Linked DNA regions of Mus musculus: all the other regions are linked to region 3. A link is a contact called in public HiCAR-type and HiChIP or PLAC-seq data. All regions are on one chromosome and are shown on one strand. Each heading gives the region's core, a stretch centred on a gene start, on an enhancer-like site or on the middle of the called end of the contact. The rest is flanking DNA. Distances are from core to core; before and after follow the strand shown. Region 1 holds the start of Zfp53 (zinc finger protein 53). Region 2 holds the start of Zfp52 (zinc finger protein 52). Region 3 holds the start of Zfp13 (zinc finger protein 13).

The links. HiCAR-type assays count read pairs that join an accessible place to other places. HiChIP or PLAC-seq counts read pairs in DNA pulled down with a chosen protein or histone mark.
Region 1: an H3K4me3 HiChIP or PLAC-seq map of stem cell-derived neural progenitor cells shows a contact between it and region 3, with 5 times the contacts expected there. The contact joins the promoter of Zfp53 here to the promoter of Zfp13 in region 3. A contact is called at or near these places in 2 of 39 promoter capture datasets (hippocampal neurons and pre-B cells) and 1 of 115 datasets of contacts at active chromatin or transcription factors (stem cell-derived neural progenitor cells).
Region 2: a contact with region 3 is called in a HiCAR-type map of astrocytes, with 4 times the contacts expected there. The contact joins the promoter of Zfp52 here to the promoter of Zfp13 in region 3. A contact is called at or near these places in 2 of 115 datasets of contacts at active chromatin or transcription factors (astrocytes and stem cell-derived neural progenitor cells).

The regions. Positions count from the first base shown.
Region 1 is chr17:21,486,108-21,490,662 of GRCm38.p6, forward strand. It overlaps Zfp53 (zinc finger protein 53), which reads left to right and starts at 2,881. Exons shown (of 5, transcript NM_013843.3): 1 at 2,881-3,158.
Region 2 is chr17:21,534,258-21,538,589 of GRCm38.p6, forward strand. Zfp52 (zinc finger protein 52) reads left to right here and starts at 1,282. Exons shown (of 5, transcript NM_144515.2): 1 at 1,282-1,576; 2 at 4,316-4,332. It overlaps 9330136K24Rik (RIKEN cDNA 9330136K24 gene), which reads right to left and starts at 1,621. Exons shown (of 3, transcript NR_131123.1): 1 at 1,566-1,621; 2 at 171-214.
Region 3 is chr17:23,583,324-23,587,518 of GRCm38.p6, forward strand. Zfp13 (zinc finger protein 13) reads right to left here and starts at 2,929. Exons shown (of 6, transcript NM_001356268.1): 1 at 2,638-2,929; 2 at 2,115-2,251. The coding sequence starts at 2,171.

The DNA of each region.
Region 1 (4,555 bases), core at 1,631-4,130, 2.1 Mb before region 3:
AATACTGCCTATCTACCTCCTACCTCTCCACTATCCTGGTCCACAATTCCAACAGTCACTCTACTGTGTTCATCTCTATTCATATTGCTTGTGATCCACTGAGATGAACCAGAGCCATATGTGAGACTGTGGGTTTGGAGCCTGATGTGTGCTCGAGCCTAATGCGCTCAGCACAGGATAACAACTAAAGGCAATGATTCTTCTCCTACAGTATATTCATAGCCAACATCTAAGAAATAAAGTGAGCCTTTTCCCTTTCCTAGTCTGTGGTGTTCTGTGAGGCCAGTGCAGGTAAGTGCATTTGCTGTTGGTTACTGGTTATAATAGTTGTATGGTATGGAGTTTAGAGAATGACATGTCTTTCCCTTCTGATTTCCCAACCACCTCTTCTTCCTCATTGTCCTCACATTCAGCAGTCATATAATAATGCTAAGCGTAAAGATATAGTATATATGTGCAGACCTGTGTAGGCCCTGTGTCTGCTACTTCAGTCCCTGTGAGTTCACTTGCACTTGCTTATTCAGAGGGTCTTGTTGTCCTGGTGTCCTCTATCTCTCCTGGCTGTTAACACTCTTTCTGCCTCATCCTCTCTACGGTTCCCTGAGCTCTGAGGGGAAGCATTTGATGGAGACCTCCATGTAGACTCTCTCTTCTCCTGATGTCTGACTTTGGGCTTCTGCATCTGTTCCCATCTGCAGTTGTAGACATCTTCTCACATGATGACTGAATAAAGCACTGATCTATTAGTACAGCACAACAGAATTAGTAGTCGATTTTGTTCATACTTCTATTTCTCATTTTACATGACTAGTGTTTGTTTTATCCTAGGTTTCTGGGCTGTCTAGGCTCTGGTCCTTGGTTATGCAGGCAGGTTGGGTATGACTTTCACCTTTTGGAGTGAGCCTTAACTCAAATCAGACATTGGTTGGCTACTTCCATAATTTCTGTTCCACCATTGCCATGCCATCTTGTGGGCAGGACAGATGGTAGGTCACAAGTTTTGTAGCTGCTGCAGTCATACCTTAAAGCTCCATTTCATTATTGCATTTCACATACTTTTTAATTGTGAGGAAAAATTCAAGATATGCAAACAGAAATTTCTCCCTAAATATAGTGACGATCTGATCAGAAAATAGAATTTGGAAAATCATTCCTTAGATTTCTCTATTCTGTCTTTTCTTCATATACTGAGTACAGTACTGTGATAGACGTTTGTGTTCTTTCTAAATATTCTTTCATTAGTCATGGGCTACCTCAGAGAACACATGGATTATTACATTCAAGTTAGATCTGGTCACCTGTCTGAGGCAAATGAGATTGCCCAGAAACATGGAGATGATATAGCCACAACCATGGTGGGCAAGTGAATGAGCAGGACACAACAGGTGTCCTGCCTGTTGTAACTGTTAGAAGACATTGCACCTTATTGTATCTGAATTACAGTGACTTAACACTAGTATAAAACAAAATTTACTTGACTATGCTGATGTCAGATTGGAATTTTTTTTTTTTACAAATATAAACCTAATGTGAGTCCATGAAGTAGCATTGTTCTGTAATTGCCTTCCTTATATGTAGGTATTCATTCATATTACATCCTTCATTTTCTTCTCAGTGGAGGATACACTGATACCCTTCTGGTAAATGATCTCAGGAGTCATTGTAGAGAGTTGACTTGAGAATAACTGTAAAAGGAAAGTTAAGAAACACAACAGTGTGTGGAACTCAGACAATGGAGGAAAGAAATAAGCAATAGCTGTCCACTGCAGACCTGCCTCAAATCATCTAGAAACTCTGACATCTGGCAGAATATTTGCTTTACATCAATAACTTTTGAAGAATCTAGTGATTCTATCTCTCTCTCTCTCTCTCTCTCTCTCTCTCTTTTTCCCCCCACCCCCCGGAAAGAAAGAAAAGGCCTTTGATGTTTTAAATGGAGCCTTTAATATTACAAAGTCTGGGTCATCAAAACAGTAATCTTCATTATGGTACATTAGTTTACCCAAGTATTGTGAATCTGAGTGCATTAAATTCTTCTTCATCAATTTCTGAGAAAAAATATTTAAAAACAGAAACATGTACTCTGAGTTGCACCCTAAAGCTGATTACTGATTTCTCAATTATTTGTTTCATCTTGGTTTTTCTGAAAATCCATGCAATTATAGTATAAGAAAATGTTAACTCCCCAGAGGTCTACTTACAAATCACAACTGTGTAAGTAATGGAAACATAAAGTTAAGAAACTTGCAAAAGCTTTTAATGAAGTTTAAATCTTAAAACACCGCAATTTATATTAAACTAAAATTATGCAAAGGTAACTGGGGACCACTGATGTGGTTCATAGACATCATAGGCGGGTAGGACTTTTCAATGGCTTCTTCCTTTAAGCTGTTTATCAGGTAGGATTTTTCTTTATTTTAAAACGAAGACTATGTTCCACGTTCCTGAAAAGTCTCTCCCCAAATCAAAATTGCAGTATATGGTTTTGAGTTCTCACGTTTGCATTTTAATAGATGGCATTCTGGCATCTGAATTTAGCCTGTTTTGCTCTTTGGTATATATTATATGGCCCAGAGGCTCATAGTCCAATGGGGGTGTTAGGATGCCTATTTTGTATCTGACGGGTTCAGAACTCACTATGGGGGTCAGATACCGGGATGCTGCGTCATATCAGATCCAGTTCTGGTCCAGGCTCGCAACAAGCAGGTGGGAAGACCGTGCAGATCAAGGCCAGGTCAGCCTTACAGCTGGATCTGTGGGAGGAAGCCTGAGACCGAGTGGGAGGGACTGATTTCCGTGGGGCGGAGCCACTCACCCGGAAGCAGAGGATGGGAGGATGTTACACATTGGCTGGGTGTAGAGGAAGGGTGTGGAGTGGGCGAGTTTAGAGGAGTGACCAGCAGGGATACTGAGATGCAATGTGTGTGAGCCTAAGGAATTGAGGCTAAATAGTCAGAGCCTAAAGTGTTAAGAACGCGTTTCCGGCCTAGGGTCTGCACTGTGTGGAGTCGCGTGGTGCAGACTTGCCTGCAGAGCACACGGCCGGGGTCTCGCGGGACCCGTGAACCCCCAAAGCTACAGGTGCCAGGCGGGGCGTCCTGGGAGAGTCAGCAGCGCCGCGGCGGGAACAGCAGCCTGGCGGCCCTGGAACCTTCCAGGTCAGAGGAGCTGCGGGGCTGCAGAACGGGCGGGAGTGGAGCAGAGCATGATCAATGTCTCCGCAACTCATAAAGATGACAGCTCTCAAAACTGTGCTGTTGGATGTCTTACCCTCGTCGATACATTTTTCAATAATATTGACTGAATAGTGCTATTTTTAATTGATCTTCTACCCTCCACATATTCTCCTACGAATAACCTAGTAGAACATTTAAATTTATCGGTTGATATTTGCAAACGCGGTTCTCTTTGCTATGGTGGAAAGGACAAAGCTCTTGAGATTTTCGATTATCCATACTAACTTCCGTGTGCTACCACTTCCTTATTCAAGAGAGTGGCATATGGACCTAGGGACTATGATTCCATGAAAGCTTCTAGATATTAGTCATGAAAGGAACACCTGCAAATTTAATTAAGAGTACAATTTGTTGTGAGTTCCACAGGTATGGATGTAAACATTAACTTTTAAAAGTCAACGTTTTATCCACCATTAATTTTTCATCTAAAACTCTGTGTATTCACTCTGTGATGTAAATATAGCGTTGTGAAAAGGGTGCCGCCAGGCTTGGTGACACTCATCTTTTATCTCAGCAGTCAGGAGACAAAGACAGATGGATCTCACTGAGTTTGTAGGCCAACCTGATCTACATCGTGAGTTCCAGGACTACCACAGCTACATTGTGAGACCCTGTCTCCAAAAACTTAAATATAAATACAACAACAAGACAAACAAGGGGAAGGAAGAAGGAAGGATGGATAAGAGGGAGGGAAGGAGAGAAAAAAAGTAAGGAAGGCAGGCAAGTCAGACAAAAAAAATTTTTTTTTGTCTTCTTCTGAGTTCTTAATGTTGCAAATTAGAGCCTGGAAAATCACAGTATGCTGTTTGAGGGAATCAGGCTACAGGGTTTTCACAGTTAGACAGCATTTGGTGGTGGTACACACCTATATTCCCAACACTCCAGAGGCAGAGGCAGGTGGAGTTCTTTGCCAGCCTGGTCTACAGAATGAGTTTAAGGAAACCCAAGGCTGCACAGAGAAACCCAGTTTTGCAGCAAAAAGAAAGAGACAGAGAGAATGAAACAAAATTAAAAGGCATTAATTATAGTATATGACAATATTAGAAATAATCTTGTGAATAATTATAACTCATCTACATCAGAAAATATCTGCAATCTTGTTTTGTTAATGGTTCAAGAAAAGCATTCTGCCCATGGACACATGACTAAACTGTTATGGAAAAGTCACCATTGTAGACCAGGCTGGACTGGAATTCATAGATTTCTACCCACCTCTATTTCCTCAGTGCTCACATTAAAGTTGTGCACCAGCAGGAATGTTCAAACTGTTATCTTTTATTTTGTGGTCTGTTGACAATCAGTGGTGTGACTCTGGACTT
Region 2 (4,332 bases), core at 32-2,531, 2.1 Mb before region 3:
ACTGATTGCAGTAGTTGTATGGAGTCTAGAGAACTCTAGACTTGGAATTCTTAGCCTTTCCCCCTCTCTCCCTTCTTATTTCCTAACCATCTCTTCTTCCTCCATGCTTCTCAGAGCTAGACATTGGATTGTAAAACTGACTTTTCTAGGGTTGGGACCACAAACCTTACTTATTTTCTGCATCTGGGACGTGCAAGATTCTCTGCGTACACCACTGTACTAGAGAGAGAGAGAGAGAGAGAGAGAGAGAGAGAGAGAGAGAGAGAGAGAGAGTTAGTTCTAGGTTTTATCTCAAAGCACTTTTGGAATCATGAAGACAAACTTGTTTCTGCTTTACTAAAATGACATGTCCGCCATCTAGTGGTGAAAGAAGTTCAATGAAGTATGAATTCAGTCCTGACTGTTGAGGTCTGTCCCTGTAACATAGCTGTAGCCATTTTGTTCCATGCCTGCCAGCTATTTCACATTGTTTCTGTAATATGCCAGTTAGTCATTGACACAGAAAAATAATTTGACTCAGAGCAGGGTCGTGTTCCACATACCCTGTTATCTTCTGTGTGTTCTGAAGTTGGTTAATCTTAAGAACTTTGAAAATTATATGCTCCACTTAGGACCAATCAGAATAAAGGTCAGATAGAACTGCTCTGTCTGGCTAGCAAAAATAGCTTGGGTCAGAGAAAACCACAGGTCAGCACTTCCTGCACCTGCATATGAGCGCATTGTGATTTTTTTCATTCTTAAACCAGTCCTGAGAAGTGTTTGTGGTTGTAGCTCAGCCCCCAAATTCTGATCAGTCTTAGGGTATGCATCCAATTATCTGTCCTTGTCTGACTGAGATCAGGGTTTGTGTGGCATGTAGGGCTACTGCTGGACCCCAACACTGACCACTGAGTTCTTGAGACAACCTCCCCCCTCCCCCAAATCCACGTTCCTGAAAAGTCTCTCTCCAAATCAAAATTGAAGTATTTGGTTTTGGTTTCTCATGTTTGTGTTTTGGGGATGGGACTCTGGCATCCGAATTTAGCCTGTTGTTTGGTATGCAGTATGTGGTGGAGAGGATGATAGTGAGATGGGGATCTTAGGTTGTCTGTTTTGCATCTGAAAGATTCAGAATTCACTATGGGGATCAGATATCGGGGTGCAGGGTCCTACCAGATATAGTTCTGGTCTAGACTGGCTGCAAGAGTGTGGGGAGACTGTGCAGAGCAACCTGAAGGGAAGAGCTGTGGCAGAAAGAAGCCTGAGACAGAGTGGGAGGGGCCGGTCTCCGCTGGGCGGGCCCACTCGCCCAGAAATAGAGGATGGAAGATGTGGTACATTGGCTGGGTGTAGAGGAAGGGTGTAGTGTGGGTGGGATTAGAAGACTGAGGCCAGGGAAGCTAGGAAGCAAGGTGTGTTAGCTTGGGAAGTGGGACTAAAAAGTCAAAGTCTGGAGTGTCAAGAATCCGGTACAAGACTGAGCTGGGGTTGGGGTTGAGGGGTAGAGCGGCTGCACAGTGTGGAATCGCGTGGTGGAGACCTGAGTATGGAGGAAACGGCGGGGCTCGCAGAACCGGAAAACTTACCTATACCGCAGGTACCTTTTGAGCATCCTGGGAGAGTCAGCAGTTTAGCAGCTGGCAGAGGCAGCAGCGGGGGATGGGGGAGAGGAAGTGGGAGTGGGGGTGGGGACAAGGGAGGGAGGCGCTCGAACCTTCCAGGTCCGAGGAGCTGAGGCGGGGCTGGGGAATGGGCAGGAGTGGGAGGGGAGCAGAGCGGGATCAATTTCCCCTCTGATCATAAGGATAACGACTCTCAAAATTGTGCTGTGGATGTCAGACCCTCGTCGATAAATTTTCAGTAATATTAACTGGAATAATACTATTTCTTTTTATTGACCTTCTGGCTGATCTAGTAGAATATTTGAATTTATCAGTTAATATTTGAAAACGCAGCTCTCTTTGCTATGACGGAAAGGACAAAGCTATTGAAATTTACAATCATCCATACTAACTTCCGTATTCTACCACTTCTCTATTTAAGAAAGTGGCATGTGGTGGATTCCCCATGAGCTTTTAGTCACGAAAGGAACTCCTGCAAACTTAAATGAATTTGATTGTACTGTTTGTTGTGAGTTTTACTGGTATGGATGTAAAAATTAAGTTTTAAAAGTAAACTGTCTATCTACTATTAATTTTCCATCGGGAACGTATGCAATCTGTGATGCAAATTGTGAAAAGAGTGGCGCCAGGCTTGGTGACACTCACGTTTTATCTCAGCACTCAGGAGCAAAGGCTATATAGTGAGTTCCAGGACAGCCAGAGCTATATGGTGAGACACTGTCTCAAAAAACAAAACAATAAAAATAATTACAAAAAAAAAAAAAAAAAAGAGGAGGAGAGAATAAATAATGAAGGAAGGAAAGAAGAAAGGAAGAAAGCAAACAATCAAGGAAGGAAAGCCAGCTAAGAAAAAGAAAAAAAAATGTGTCTTCTTGTTGAGGTCTGCCCCATCTCAGAATAGCTGTAGCCATTTTGTTCCATGCATGCCAGCTATTTCAGATTGTTGCTGTAACATGCCTGCCAGTCACTGACACAGAAAAATAACTTGACTCAGAGCAAGGTCATGCTGATCACGTATCCTGTTATGTTCTGTTTGAGGTTTGTTAATCTTAAGAATTTCCACAAAGCCTTACGTAGGACCTATCAAATTAAAGGTCAACATGAACTGTTAGTCTAAAATGGCTTGAGTCAGAGCAGAGCCCTTCCTGCACCTGAATGTGATCTCATTGTGCTTTCTGTTCTTTGGGTTTTTTTCCTCCTTTTATAAGCTTACAGGAAAAGATATTTGTGTAGTTGCTCAGCCCCTGAAGTCTACTACCTGACTTATGAGTCTTAGGTTGTGCCTTCAAAAAACCATCAAGGATCAGATGGCTTACAGAGATCAGGATTTGTTTGTGTGGTTTGTTGGGCAACTCTTGGACCCCAACACTTTTGCTGAGTTTTTTTTTTTTTTAATATTTTTTTATTCTATATATGTGAGTACACTGTTGCAGGCTTCAGACACACCAGAAGAGGCCATTGGATTCCCATTACAGATGGTTGTGAGCCACCATGTGGTTGCTGGAAATTGAACTCAGGACCTCTGGAAGAGCAGTCAGTGCTCTTAACTGCTGAGCCATCTCTCCAACCCCTCTGCTGAATTCTTAATGTTGTAAATTAGAGTCTGGAAATCAGAGTATTCTCTTTGAGGGAATCCGGTCACAGTATTTTCACAGCTAGACAGGGCATTTTATAAACCAGTTTGTGGTGGCATATACCTTTAATCCTAGCACTCCTGAGGCAGAGGCAGGTAGATCTTGGAATTCTTTGCCAGCCTGGTCTACACAGTGAGTTTAAGGATAGCCAGGGCTACACAGAGAAACTCTGTTTGGGGGGAAGGGGGATAAAGAGACAAAAACAAAGTTAAGAGGTATTATAATATAGGATAATATTAGAAACAATCTTGTGAATAATTATGATCATCTACATCAGAAAAAAAAATCTCTGCAATCCTCTTGTTTTTCTTGGTTCAAAAAAAAAAAATTCTGCCCATGGATACATGACCAAATTGCTATGTAGAAGTCATCATATAGACCAGGCTGGACTGGAATTCACAGATTTCCACCCACCTCTATCTCCTCAGTGCTCACATTAAAGTTGTGCACCAGCAGGAATGTTCAAACCATTGTCTTTTATTTTATGGTCTGTTGACAATCAGTGGTGTGACTGTGGACTTCTCCCAGGAGGAGGGGCAATGCCTGGTCTCTGCTCAGAGGGCTCTGTACAGACTGCATGTTGCAGAATTGGAACTCTCTGATTTCTGTGGGTGAAAATAGTTTTCTTGCTATCTCCCTTGCTCCTCCTTAGGGTTCTTGGCAAATTAGACTGCAGGTATGTGAGATTTGTGTGGATGAGTCTCACATTCTACAGAGAAAGGTGAAATCCTCACAGGAACAAAGACAGATTTCAGGAAATTCTTTCTCTTCTCTGTGTGAGTTCCTTTGTAAGTAAAAGGCTTCCATCATTTTTAGTCCATGAGAAGTTCATCACTGATGTATTGTATTCTCATTCCAATCATTCAGCTCCATTTCTGCACCTGAGAGTTGATTGAGCTGTGAATGGAAGTGTGGTTCAAGTTATGCTAACTGAAAATGCTTCTAAATGTTTTCAGTATTATGACATTGCCTGACACTTGCAGGGTCACTGTAGAGTCTTCATTTCTTTTCTCTTTATCTACTGAGCACAGTACTTTGTTAGAACAGGGGCTTTCTCTTTAAACTCTTTCTCATGTGCAGGGCTCACTGAACACCCA
Region 3 (4,195 bases), core at 1,679-4,178:
AGGGGGGAGGGAGAGGAGGAAAGAAAGAAAGAAAGAAAGAAAGAAAGAAAGAAAGAAAGAAAGAAAGAAAGAAAGAAAGAAAGAAAGAAAGAAAGGGAAAGGGAAAGGGAAAGGGAAAGGAAAGGAAAGGAAAGGAAAGGAAAGGAAAGGAAAGGAAGAGAAAGAAGAGAAAAGAGAAAAAGAAAGAAATCAAATCATTGGAACTTTAGCCCTACATCCAGTGATTCAGATCTTGATATGAAGAGAAGGTACAGTCAGATCTGGTGGTGCTAACTTGGGAAGCTGAAGCAGGAGGACAGCAAGTTCAAGACCTACCATGGCTACTAAGAGAGTTCAAGGCCACATAAAAAACTTAGCAAATCTGTTTCAAAAATAAAAGGCTGAAAGAGGCCTTGAGATGGAACTTAGTAGAAGACTGCCTGTAATGTGTCTAAGGACCAGGGTGCAGCCCTTAGTGTGTGTCTCTCTCCGTCCCTCCCTCCCTCCCTCCACAGACACGCACAGGCAGGAGGCTGGGGAGCATAGCTCAGTGACAGAGTGCTTGTTAGGGTTACTAGGTCTGACCCCCAGCACTGTCCAGAAACAAACAACAAACAAAGGCACGGAGGTTGGAAAAATGGCTCAACAGTTAGAGCACTTACTACTGCTGCAGAAGACCTGAGTTATGTTCCCAGCATCCATGTTGGACAGCTTAGAGCGACCTGGAACTCCAGCTCCAGGGAATTTCATGCTCTCTTTGGACCACAAGCATCTGTGTTCTCTGCCCCCCACCGTCACACACACACACCATACATACATATAAATAAAAATAAGTAAAAAAGAGGAAAGAAGGAGGAGGAGGCACAGAGAACAAGATGGAGCCACACACATACTTGGCTCTAGGAATAGCCAGAGCCATGAAAAGTCTCCCTTCCTGAAAGCCATCCAAGGGAGCAGGCCTTGTACAGCTATGAGAGACTAAACCCAGGTGCCTAAGCCTCTCCGTTAATGGGAACTTCCCAGGCAGTCACAAGAAGCCAACACACCCAGGCTGGAAGATACAAGAAGGGCCTGAACCACCAAGCTCTAAAGCCTCCCTTACACTGGGGGGTGAACGCCTGATGAGTTCCCACCTAGAAACCATGATGGAGCCAGTTGGCCTTCCCCTCCCTGCCTGGGACTGACTGCTGGTCTGGACTCAGCTGCTCTATCGCCTGCATAAAACAGTTAGAAGGTTGAATGAGAGACAGTTGTCTACTCCAGAAAGTTCTAGATAAACAAAGAGCAATGCAAGCAATTACAACTGTTGCTCCACCAGTGTGCAGCTGACAGGGTATGACATCAGCAGAGAATGCAGATACACAAGGCTCACTGGGTATCAGAGGAAGGGACACTGGATACTGGTAACAATTCTTTAAGTGTCTACACCATAAAAGCAGCAGTACTTGTACCAGTGTATATTTATTAATAGTTATAACACCAACAGAACTAGGTGGGAGGATCCCAGTCCCGCTGACTTGGTCTGGTAGTTCTGGGTGTTCTCGCTTCATGGACCACAGGAGTCATCAGTTACAGGCTCACAAACTGCTTACAGACGACTCACACACTCATTATCTCCTTCGAGCCTACCAGTGACCTAGTAAGACAAGTGGGAGTGAGTCAACTTTACACACAGCACAAGTAGTTCCCACAGAGCAGGGCTGCCCAAGGTAACACACCAGGCCTGAGGCTGAGTCAGAATCCTCTAGCTCCAAGACCGGGAGTCCAAGCCTGGACCCACAAAGATGGCGATTACACACACACACACACACACACACACACACACACACACGCACGCACACACCTAGTAACAGGCAGAACTAGAACTTGGACACAGAGAGGTAAGCTATGAGGAGGTGCAACCCAAGAGAAAGAAAGTGGGCAGTAGAGGACTTTCCTGTGTTCTGTGGGCACTATGCCCCTTACTGGACAGAACAAAACCAGTTACACTGAAAAGACCAGTTGGAAGCTATTTTCCATGATTACACCTCTTCTCCCACAGTGACTCTCATGCTTCCTTTTGTCCAGACACAGGTTTTGAAAACACCCTCTCCTACAGTTCAAGGCATCCCTCCCTAGCTAGGATCCCAGGATACCTCATGGGATTTCTCCTCGTTCTCAGTAGCCGCGATGCTTTGACTGTCTGCAGACATCTTCCACTTCAGAGCCAGGAAAAACAGCAAATGGTTCTTTCCCTTGCTAGTCGAGCCCCGTCCAGGTTTTAGCCAAGAACCTGGAAAAGAGGAAAGTAATCACTACCGTAGGAACACTTCCAAAGTGTCCAGCACTCCCCATGCCTGACCACAGTGCATACGAAGTCTGCCAGCCCCTACGGTGCCCCGCGGTGAATGATATTTTCTGGTTTCTCGGAAAGGAATGGTATTGTCCCCTTTGTCACTGAAGCAAGAGCCCTAAATCTCAGTGAAGCCAGGTGATGGCAAGTGAGGGCTGAATCAGGGCTTCTTGTCAATGAGGTGCAGAAACTTCTGCGGAGAGCCTGCCAAGGAGGCGCCAGTGCGTTGATGCCTGCTGTGTGCCCCAGCCGGACACAGAGCTTCGCCTGAAACCCACAAATTAGCTGCCACCGTCAGCCGTTCTCTCAAAGCTGCAGCTTCCCACCTGGGAACGATCATCGTGGTCGTGGTCTGGGTGGTACGTGTCCTCATCTTCCCAATCCTGGGTCCAGCCCCTTCATTATCGCTTGCCAGCATTCCACCTTTGACCCTGCCCCCTTCTGCAAGCTGACTGCACGAGCCGATTTCCATGTGCCTTCCCTAGCATCCCCTTCACACAAGGAGGAAACAAAGGAGACCCGGGGGTGAAGGTGGGAATGGAGACCCCCTCCCTAGAGTGAAACCAGTGTCTGCAGCCAGAACAGAACGGATGGAGAAGCCCGGTGGAGGCTGGGATTAGGGACAACAGGAAGTTCCTTCCAGATCCCATTCCCCAACTCAGCTGTAGCTTTACAGAGTTCCCAGATTTGAGGGTTCCGGTCCTGGGGTCCCTTGCCTCTGCTGCACCTGCTTTTGGCTTGGGAGAAAGTGTCAGTGCTGGCTCTCAACGCTTACTATACCCAACGGTATCTATAAACACGAAACAGAAAAAACGGAAGATGCTCTGAGCCTTGTGGCACATGCCTTTAATCCCAGCACTCGAGTGGCAGAGGTAGGCAGATCCTTGAATCCTTGAGTTCGAGGCCAGCCTCGGCTACAGGGCGAGTTCCAAGACAGCACAGAGAAACTGTCTCAAAAACAAAACATAATTTCTGGTGTTTTGTGACTCAAAGACAGCACTGTAGTCATCATAACGGAGCAGCATTATTGCGCTGAATGGAAGGAGCAGAGCCATTCTCTCTCGCACACCACACCCACACATCAGAAGGTCTTTTACTCCTCTGGAGCACTTTGGACCCTCCCAAACTGGCAGAGTGCTCCATCCCTGAGTGCACTTAGGAAACAGGATGAGACTCTCTGTAGCCCACCCTGATGCCTACCTGTCTACAAGATGGGAGAGGAATTGGATTTTAAAAGAATCATTTAGGCTCGATAATAGAGGCGTATGGAGACTGACCCAGGGTGAATTTGAGAGAGGGGGAGGTATGGGGGATGAGTATAGTTCAACTACATTGTACAGAACTCTGAAGAACTAGATAAGATATCATGGATTTGTTGTCTCCGCTATGTAGCCCTAGCTTCCCTGGAACTCACTATATAGACCATGCTGTCCTCTAACTCTCAGAGATCTGAAGATACTATGGTTTTTAAAAGACAGAGAGTGGGGTGGAGGGGTGGAGTGATGGCTCAGAGGTTTAGAGCATTGGCTGCTCTTCCAGAAGACTTATGTTCAATCTCTAGCACCCACGTGGTGGTATTCCTAGCAGATCTGACACCCTCTTCTGAATTCCAAGTGTCTTGCACCCACATGCCACACAGACATATATACAACAAAATATAATAACTTTTAAATAGGGGCTGATTCAGTTGTCCAAGATCCTGATGCTACCTTCAGACCTGGGGAACTAAGGCTCTAAGGGGGAAGAAAGTGACTGTGCTTCTCATTCCATCCAGAACAGGTCATAGCAGTGTTAGGAGAGGGGTGGAGTCTTAGCCTGAGAACACTTCCTGGGGCGGAATGGTCTGCAGGAATTCATCCTGTGCCTGCTGGCTACAGCTCATCA